Regions from separate parts of the Aedes albopictus genome. Here region 1 is linked to region 2. A link is a contact called in public Hi-C data. All regions are on one chromosome and are shown on one strand. Each heading gives the region's core, a stretch centred on a gene start, on an enhancer-like site or on the middle of the called end of the contact. The rest is flanking DNA. Distances are from core to core; before and after follow the strand shown.

Region 1 (3,737 bases), core at 884-3,383, 150 kb after region 2:
GATTCCAGTGCAAACAAGGCGTGCTCGATCAAATCCGAAGCCATGGCGTGGTCTTCGGACATCTTACACAGTTCGCTCAGTTGGATCAGCGAATCCACATGATATGGATGCTGATTGATGATCTTGATAATGTTGTCCGAGTCCATACTCTCCACGGCATTCAAGAACTTTTGCTGAATCTGTCTGTACGAGGGATTATGCTCAAAAGCGAAATAGATTACGTTCTTATCGGCCACGCCCTTGGATGTTCCTCCTAAGGTTTGTTCCGGTGCCTGCACCAGGTTCATATAGATCCCCGACTTTCCAACCGGAGGCCAACTGTCTTTTGGGTTCACCAAGTAGGTGGACTTCAGCGTTCGCGGGGCTGCTCCTCGGTTGTTGTTCCGTCGTTTGTTCTGCTGATCAGCGACCACTTTGCTGCCGAACATCCGCTTCATCTCATACTGTGGATTCAAATTCTTGTGTTGCACCGATAGTAGGGACTTGCCCCCGGAGAAACCGGAACCCGATCCGTTCACGCCACTGTTGGCCACGGATGCTCTGTTTTCTGACTTTTCATAATCGCCGAACAGCTGATCGACCTCTTTGACCGTTTTGGCAAAATCGTCCTCGACGTCGGCATTGTCTTCGCTGCTGCGGCGAGCCGAACTGGCCACGTACTTGCCGGTACGCTTCTTTTTCTTTTTCTTCTTCTTTTTGCACTCAACCAGATTTGGGTTCTGTGTCCCTCCAGCATTGTCTCGTTCCGTTTCGTCGTTATCATCCTCTTTGACTTCGCTCTCCGAGAGCGATTGCTGCTGGTTCAGCTGGAATAAAAGATATGTTGTAAGTAGTTTTAAAGACAATTCAATGATTGTTCCATAGATTTAAAATTGTTATGGTTCAATGTACGTACGTCTTCTACTTTTTCTTGCCGTACGCCCCAACCGGAACAAAGCCTGCTTCTTAGCATAATGTTCTTGAGTTTTTACCTGAAAGCTTCCTCTGCCAATGACCATTTTGCATGTGTATTCCGTGTGACAGAAACAAAGATACTCTATGGCTAAATATTCAAGGATATTTCCTTTACGAAAAGTTCCTGGACCGACTGGGGATCGAACTCGTCACCCTTTACCATTTTACTTCATATACAAAAACATAATTGGATTATGAACTCAAGTCAATTCGAATTAAATTAACTAAGTTATTGCGTGAAGACCCCAAAACAGGAACCCTGCACAAATGATCGCACACCCTAGGTATACAGCATCCGCTCGATAACTGACTGCTCTTTAACTGGACTGCTTTTTAACTGGGCGCTCGATAACTGGGGCAAAGTCGAGTTAAAAAGCAGTTATCTGTCAAAAATAAGCGAAATATAACCTCACATTTTACAAATCGGTAAACAAAACAAAATATAATAATAGCCTCCGGCTGCGGAAGCTCAGTCCAGTTATCGAGCGGCGCTCGCTTACTGGACTGTCGACAAAGCCCAGTTATCGAGCGAAAGCTGTATGTCGAAATACTTTCTTGTGAAATTGCCCATTGATTCATCACGGCCTGTTGCATTCAAGTAGAAACAAATCTCGTACACCCCCGGAATGAGATAACACTTACCAAATCGAATCGATTGATATTGATTTTCTTGCGAGTCTGGCTGCCGATGCTGTTGGTATCGTAATCCGCATCGGCCCCATCGGAAATCTCGTCGATGGGGTCCTTGATCTCCAGTTCGTTGCCCTGCAACTTCCGCAAGATACGGTAAGACATTTTTCCAATGCTTCCCGCAACGGGGGGACACTTCCGTCTTTACCAGACCGGTTCCTTGACCTGAGCAAAAGTTTTGTAACTAGCAGGCTATCGTACTTACTTAAATAAATTACAAATTACCAGATTATCACGCGTGCTACGTGGAAACCCTAATACCTGTGGTGACGCGTCTTCGCACTGTCTTTTCCAAGCAATAATATCTCTTGCACACTTTTTCACCTGATTTTCATCGAGGGAAATCCTCGGGAAACGGATTTTCAGCGAAAATAATCCGCCGATCGATTGCTTGATGAAAATTTGGGCTGCTGTTGCAAGTTTGGTGACACGAAACAAAAACAATAACTTTCCGTCTGGTCGACTGTTGACCGTCGATCGCAAAGAAAAATGCGAAAATTCAAGCAGAATGGGTGAATTCGAGCAAAAACTGAGCCAGTTTGCCCCAAACTCCCCGCGAATGCAAAATAACAGCTGACAGCTGTCAAAAAAAAATGTCCGATGGAAATAAAATGGAGTACATGGGCTACACAGTAAAAACAATGCAACCACACACGGAGAAATCAAACTACCTAATTTTCGGGTCTATTTTACTCAAAGCTGAGTGTATCGAATAAACTAGTTACCCAAAATTAGGTTGTTTTCCCTCTTTCCCTCACCGATGTTGTCAAAAACAAACAAAGATGCATCTACCCAACGGGGGTCCTTGAGCCCAATAAGCCAATTTTGGGTAAATGTAGGTTTACTCAAATTTGGGTTGAATGAGGGGGGGTCTTGGGTTGAATTTACCTACTCTTAAGTAAATGTTTTTGCTGGAGGTGCGAAGGCAATTTACCTAGTGTGAGTTTAATCGATTTACTCAAATTTGGCTTATTGGGCCGAACTATGGGATTGCGTCAAAAGAACTCAATTTTGGGTAGTTTGGCGGCTCCGTGCACAGTTCGCAATGAGTTCAGGCCAAACATTTCAATAGGTCCTATCTGCATTTGAGAGGCTCTCTTTGTTCAGGGAAGATTCAAATATTACGTTCATCATTTTCCGGGATTTCAGACCACCCTCCTCCCGCTCCCTCTCCCTTCTGTCACGCATTTTCCCTATACCTAATACACGTACTGTCACACTTTTGTTGACAACCCCCCCTCCCCCAAATATTGGACGTAATTATTGAACGTTCCCTCACTTTCTCTTTCAATTATTGCAATGTAATGGTACACTTTTCAGCTATTTTTTCCAGTACAAATCAAAAGACAATTGTTTTGACCATCGTTCTATGCAAGGAGACAATCATAATACAAATAAACAGCTGAGATATTAACGAAAGAGAGGGAAACCAAAGAGAGCCTCTTTTCTGCAGATAGGACCTTTAGGCATGTTTGGCCTAAGTTCTCGCGTTTAGTTTCATACGGGTGTATCTACAATGATCGATTTTCTTTTTGGGTTAGGGTTCATTCAAATATTACGTAACGCAATAGGGGGAGGGAGGGGGTCTGACGTCGTGTTACGCTTCATACAAAATTTAAAAAAAATTCATACAAAAGTTGTTACGTGGGGGAGGGAGGGGGTCTAAAATTGTCAAAATACGATGTAGTTGTATTCTCAAGATACGAGCGCGACGGTATACACTACAAAAAAGCAATGATTTTATTTATGTGTGGTAACACATAGTCGACTGAATACGTTCATTCCGACGTTTATAAACGCCACACATAAATTTTGTTATTGAGATCAATACACTTCTATTAGTTATTCCTTATAGTAAAATTCTATAAAAGATCACACCTTATTACAATATGTCATGAATGAACCCGCGCCCCACGTGAACTTTGTTGTTGTTGTTGTTGTTCTTCAATTTTTTCAAGATGGACGAGGTGGATGCTGAAAACTTGTGCGGGTAAGTATTTAATCATTGATATTATATTAAATAATGTCATATCACATTATTTGATCATATTCCAGGATGTCGAATAGCATCCCAGTATGGATAGCGTGCATCT
Region 2 (3,381 bases), core at 499-2,998:
TAAACATTTTTGTCGAAGATCTTACCTTCCTATCTGGCTTATCTTGTGATACATCAGCTGTTTAATGGAATTTTAGGCTCTAAAACCATACAATATGTGTATATTTGATATTGGAAAGATGTCTAGAGTTCAAAAATGACGATTGAAATATCCAAGAAATTGACCAAAATATCCAAGATGGCGTCTCAAAATTCAAGATGGCGACTGTTTAATGAAATTTTAGGACCTGAAACCATGCAATATGGGTATATTTGGTTGGGCGAAGAAATCTGGACTCAAAAAATAACAACCAGAATATCCAAGATGGCGGTCGAAAATCCAAGATGATAGCTCAAAATTCAAAATGGCTTCTGTTTAATGGAGTTGTAGGAGTCTGGAGTCCAAAAATGACGATTAAAATATTCAAGATGGCGACCAAAATATCCAAGATAGCATCTCAAAATTCAAGATGGCGGCGTAAACTTCAAGATGGCGGCTATTTAATGGAGGTTTAGGCTCTAAAACTGTACAATATGGGTATATTTGGTATGGGGAAGACAACCGGAGTTAAAAAATAGCGACCAGAATATCCAAGATCGCGTCGCAAAATTCAAAATTGTGGCTGTTTAATGGAGTTTTGGGCTCTAAAACCATTCAATATGGGTGTATCTGGTATGGGGAAGAATTCGGGAATTCAAAAAATGGCGACCTGAATTTCCGAGCTTCCGGACTCAAATCCAAAATGGCGGTTCAAAAGTCAAGATTGCGGTTGTTTCTCAAGAGTTTAAGGCTCAAAAATCAAAAGCTAGATAAACGATATGATCTCTGATGCCATGAAATGGATTTCTGTTAAACGTATGAAAATGCGACATGTTCATCAACATGTCACTTGAGTCGTGTTGAAATGTGTTTTCGAAATCACGAGAAAGGCGCCATCACCGCTAGGTGGATTAGTTAGGAGATTCTATGGTATTTTTCCAGTAAATCTTTGTTGAATCCTATCGTTTTTCCAGGAGTTCTTTGAAGATTTTCCGCAAGAGTTCTTTTTTGGTATTTGTGCAGCAGAAGCTCCTTCTTGGAACACTTCCAAGAGTTGTTAATGGATTCTAACTTCATTCGTCTTTGGAATTTATCCAATATTTCTCATTACGTTTGCTTCAAGAGTTCCTAAAGAGAATCCTACCGGAGTTTATTCGAGAAATCGTTCAGTAATTGTTTCTTGGAGTCTTCCAGGAGTCGCTTTTGGGAATCCTCCAGGAGTTCCTTCTGCCAATCTTCAGAAGTTCCTTGTGGGAGCCCGCCTGGTGTTGTTCATTTGAATCTTGTAGAAGTAATATCTGGCAATCCTCCAAAAGTTCTTTGTAGGAATCCTTCAGAAGTTCTATTAAGAATTTTCACAAAAGTTCTTTCAAGAAATTCTCCAAGAGTTCTTTTTGAGAAGCCTTCAGGAATTATGGGATCCCTTAAGGGTAACCCTCCTGAAATGGCCAAGCAGAATACAGAAGCATAAATCGCAGTTCGTCCAACTGTCAAATCAAACGCCTCATCAAAAAACAAACCAGTTCGCACCACTTGTCTTGCTGTCAAGCCATCTGAATGGTTCAACTATAGCACATCATATAGCATATCATCCATACCATAGAGAACCATTCTCCAAATGGTTGTCGTGCACTGTTTGACACTTTCTCTACGCCTGCTTGTTTCGCATTCCCTTTCGACACCTTAATCGTAATAAAGTCGTCTGGCGGAATCTAATTACCATTGCAAAACATAGAGCCGTCCGTCCTTCGTCGGACACGGTTAATAGTCATTGTACCAATCGCGAGACAGATGTATGTTTTTTTGTATCATTCTTTCGTAGTTTTGTTTTGAACACCAAACTCGGTTTGTTATTGTGTGTAATAAGAACGGAAGAACCGCGTCGATCCAATTCGTTCGTAGTCGCTTGATAAATTTTAATTACCATTGACGTGACGTGCACGCTGTAATAAATTTGAGGCTTTTGTTTTTTTTTTCGGTTCATACGGCGGTCTCGCGGTTATCAGTAGATAATTTGAGGAAACACAGGGTTTTATATTATGTAAAGTGCAATAAAATACGCTTTGGGGAACTCGAAGTTACGATTGGGTTCAGGTAAGCGTGTGAAGTGACCCTTTTAGATTGTTCACGATTTGCTTCAAGTCAATTAAGCGGTGCAATAATCCATCGTACTGGGAGAAAATGAGTAAACTAGCTGTGATTTCCCTTGCGTAGGGACGTAAGATCTCCGTCCTTGTAAATATACGTAGAACGTCGGTCCAGTGGAATTCGGTTTGGCGTAGTGTCGCCAGAGATCGATGTAGATATAGTAATTCATAAATAAAAACGGGAACCAAATTCCGATAGCAATATGATGAACGGGGAACGAAAGAATGAGTCCTTCAAACTGCTACAGTTGTCGGACGATTCCAAAAGTCTGTCAGACCTTGAACTGCCGGAGATCGTCAACCAGAGGAAACGGAAAGTGCGAAGGTTAGTCTTGAGATCGAGAGATGCGTGTTTTCTCTTTTTTTCTATTTTTAGAAACATCACAGACGTATCTAGAAGGCAGGAGCGAACAAGTTTTGAAATGATCCCTCGGGATCCATTCTTTAGGTACTGAACACTTCAACCACCTTCAGCCTTGAAGGTTCTAGAGCACCCAGAAAGATTTGGATACTCTCTTGCTGAGGATTGCGGACTGAAATTTGACAGCAGCCAGGCTGCTGCCAAACCTAAAAAATTATCAAAGTGTGCCAGGATACAAATTCGGTTTGCTTAGTCACGCTAAAGCAAACGAAACGTTAAATGACACACAAACTTTGCCATCTGACACAAACATATTTTTCTAACGTTTATCTGTACGAAAATTATGTGTAAAACATGCCCAATGTTTGCAAATTATCCTTTCAAGCCCATATAGAACCAATCGAGCTGAATATATACGTTTGATTGTAACTTTTGCTATTATTCATCTGTTTAAACTTTGTGTGAAGCAGTTCATGCGTGCACTTTGAAATAAATCTCCATGGAGATAAGCAACTCAACAACGGGGAGCACTGGAAGAAAACGTACGTGCTCAAATTGAATGACCAAAATAATTGAGTCCGCACACCTCAGCTCTCTTGCGCCTCCTAGATCCGCATATGATCGTGGCGTATTATACCGGCAATTTTCCACTTTCTTCGCTCACGTCTCAACCGTACATTTCAGAAAAACACGTACAAGGACAAACTCGGGCCGACACGATGACGATCACCATCGGTCAGCGGTGGCCGGATCGCACATCGACTGCAAAAACTTCGGCCTGTGGTTGGCCATACTAATGACGGTAATGTGGCTGTTCATCATATCGTACATCACGTCGGTGGTACACAGCGAGAA

What was found. Hi-C and Micro-C count contacts between places; a contact is called where the count stands out from the background.
Region 1: a Hi-C map of whole pupa shows a contact between it and region 2, with 5 times the contacts expected there. The contact joins the promoter of LOC109408893 here to the promoter of LOC109416999 in region 2. A contact is called at or near these places in 2 of 3 Hi-C or Micro-C datasets (whole body and whole pupa).

Annotation. Positions count from the first base shown.
Region 1 is chr2:407,386,553-407,390,289 of AalbF5, forward strand. LOC109408893 (ribosome quality control complex subunit TCF25) reads right to left here and starts at 2,134. Exons shown (of 5, transcript XM_029876580.2): 1 at 1,870-2,134; 2 at 1,597-1,786; 3 at 1-806. The coding sequence starts at 1,749. LOC134287312 (a long non-coding RNA gene) reads left to right here and starts at 3,367. Exons shown (of 3, transcript XR_009997212.1): 1 at 3,367-3,634; 2 at 3,700-3,737.
Region 2 is chr2:407,238,283-407,241,663 of AalbF5, forward strand. LOC109416999 reads left to right here and starts at 1,749. Exons shown (of 6, transcript XM_029876584.2): 1 at 1,749-2,490; 2 at 3,211-3,381. The coding sequence starts at 2,369.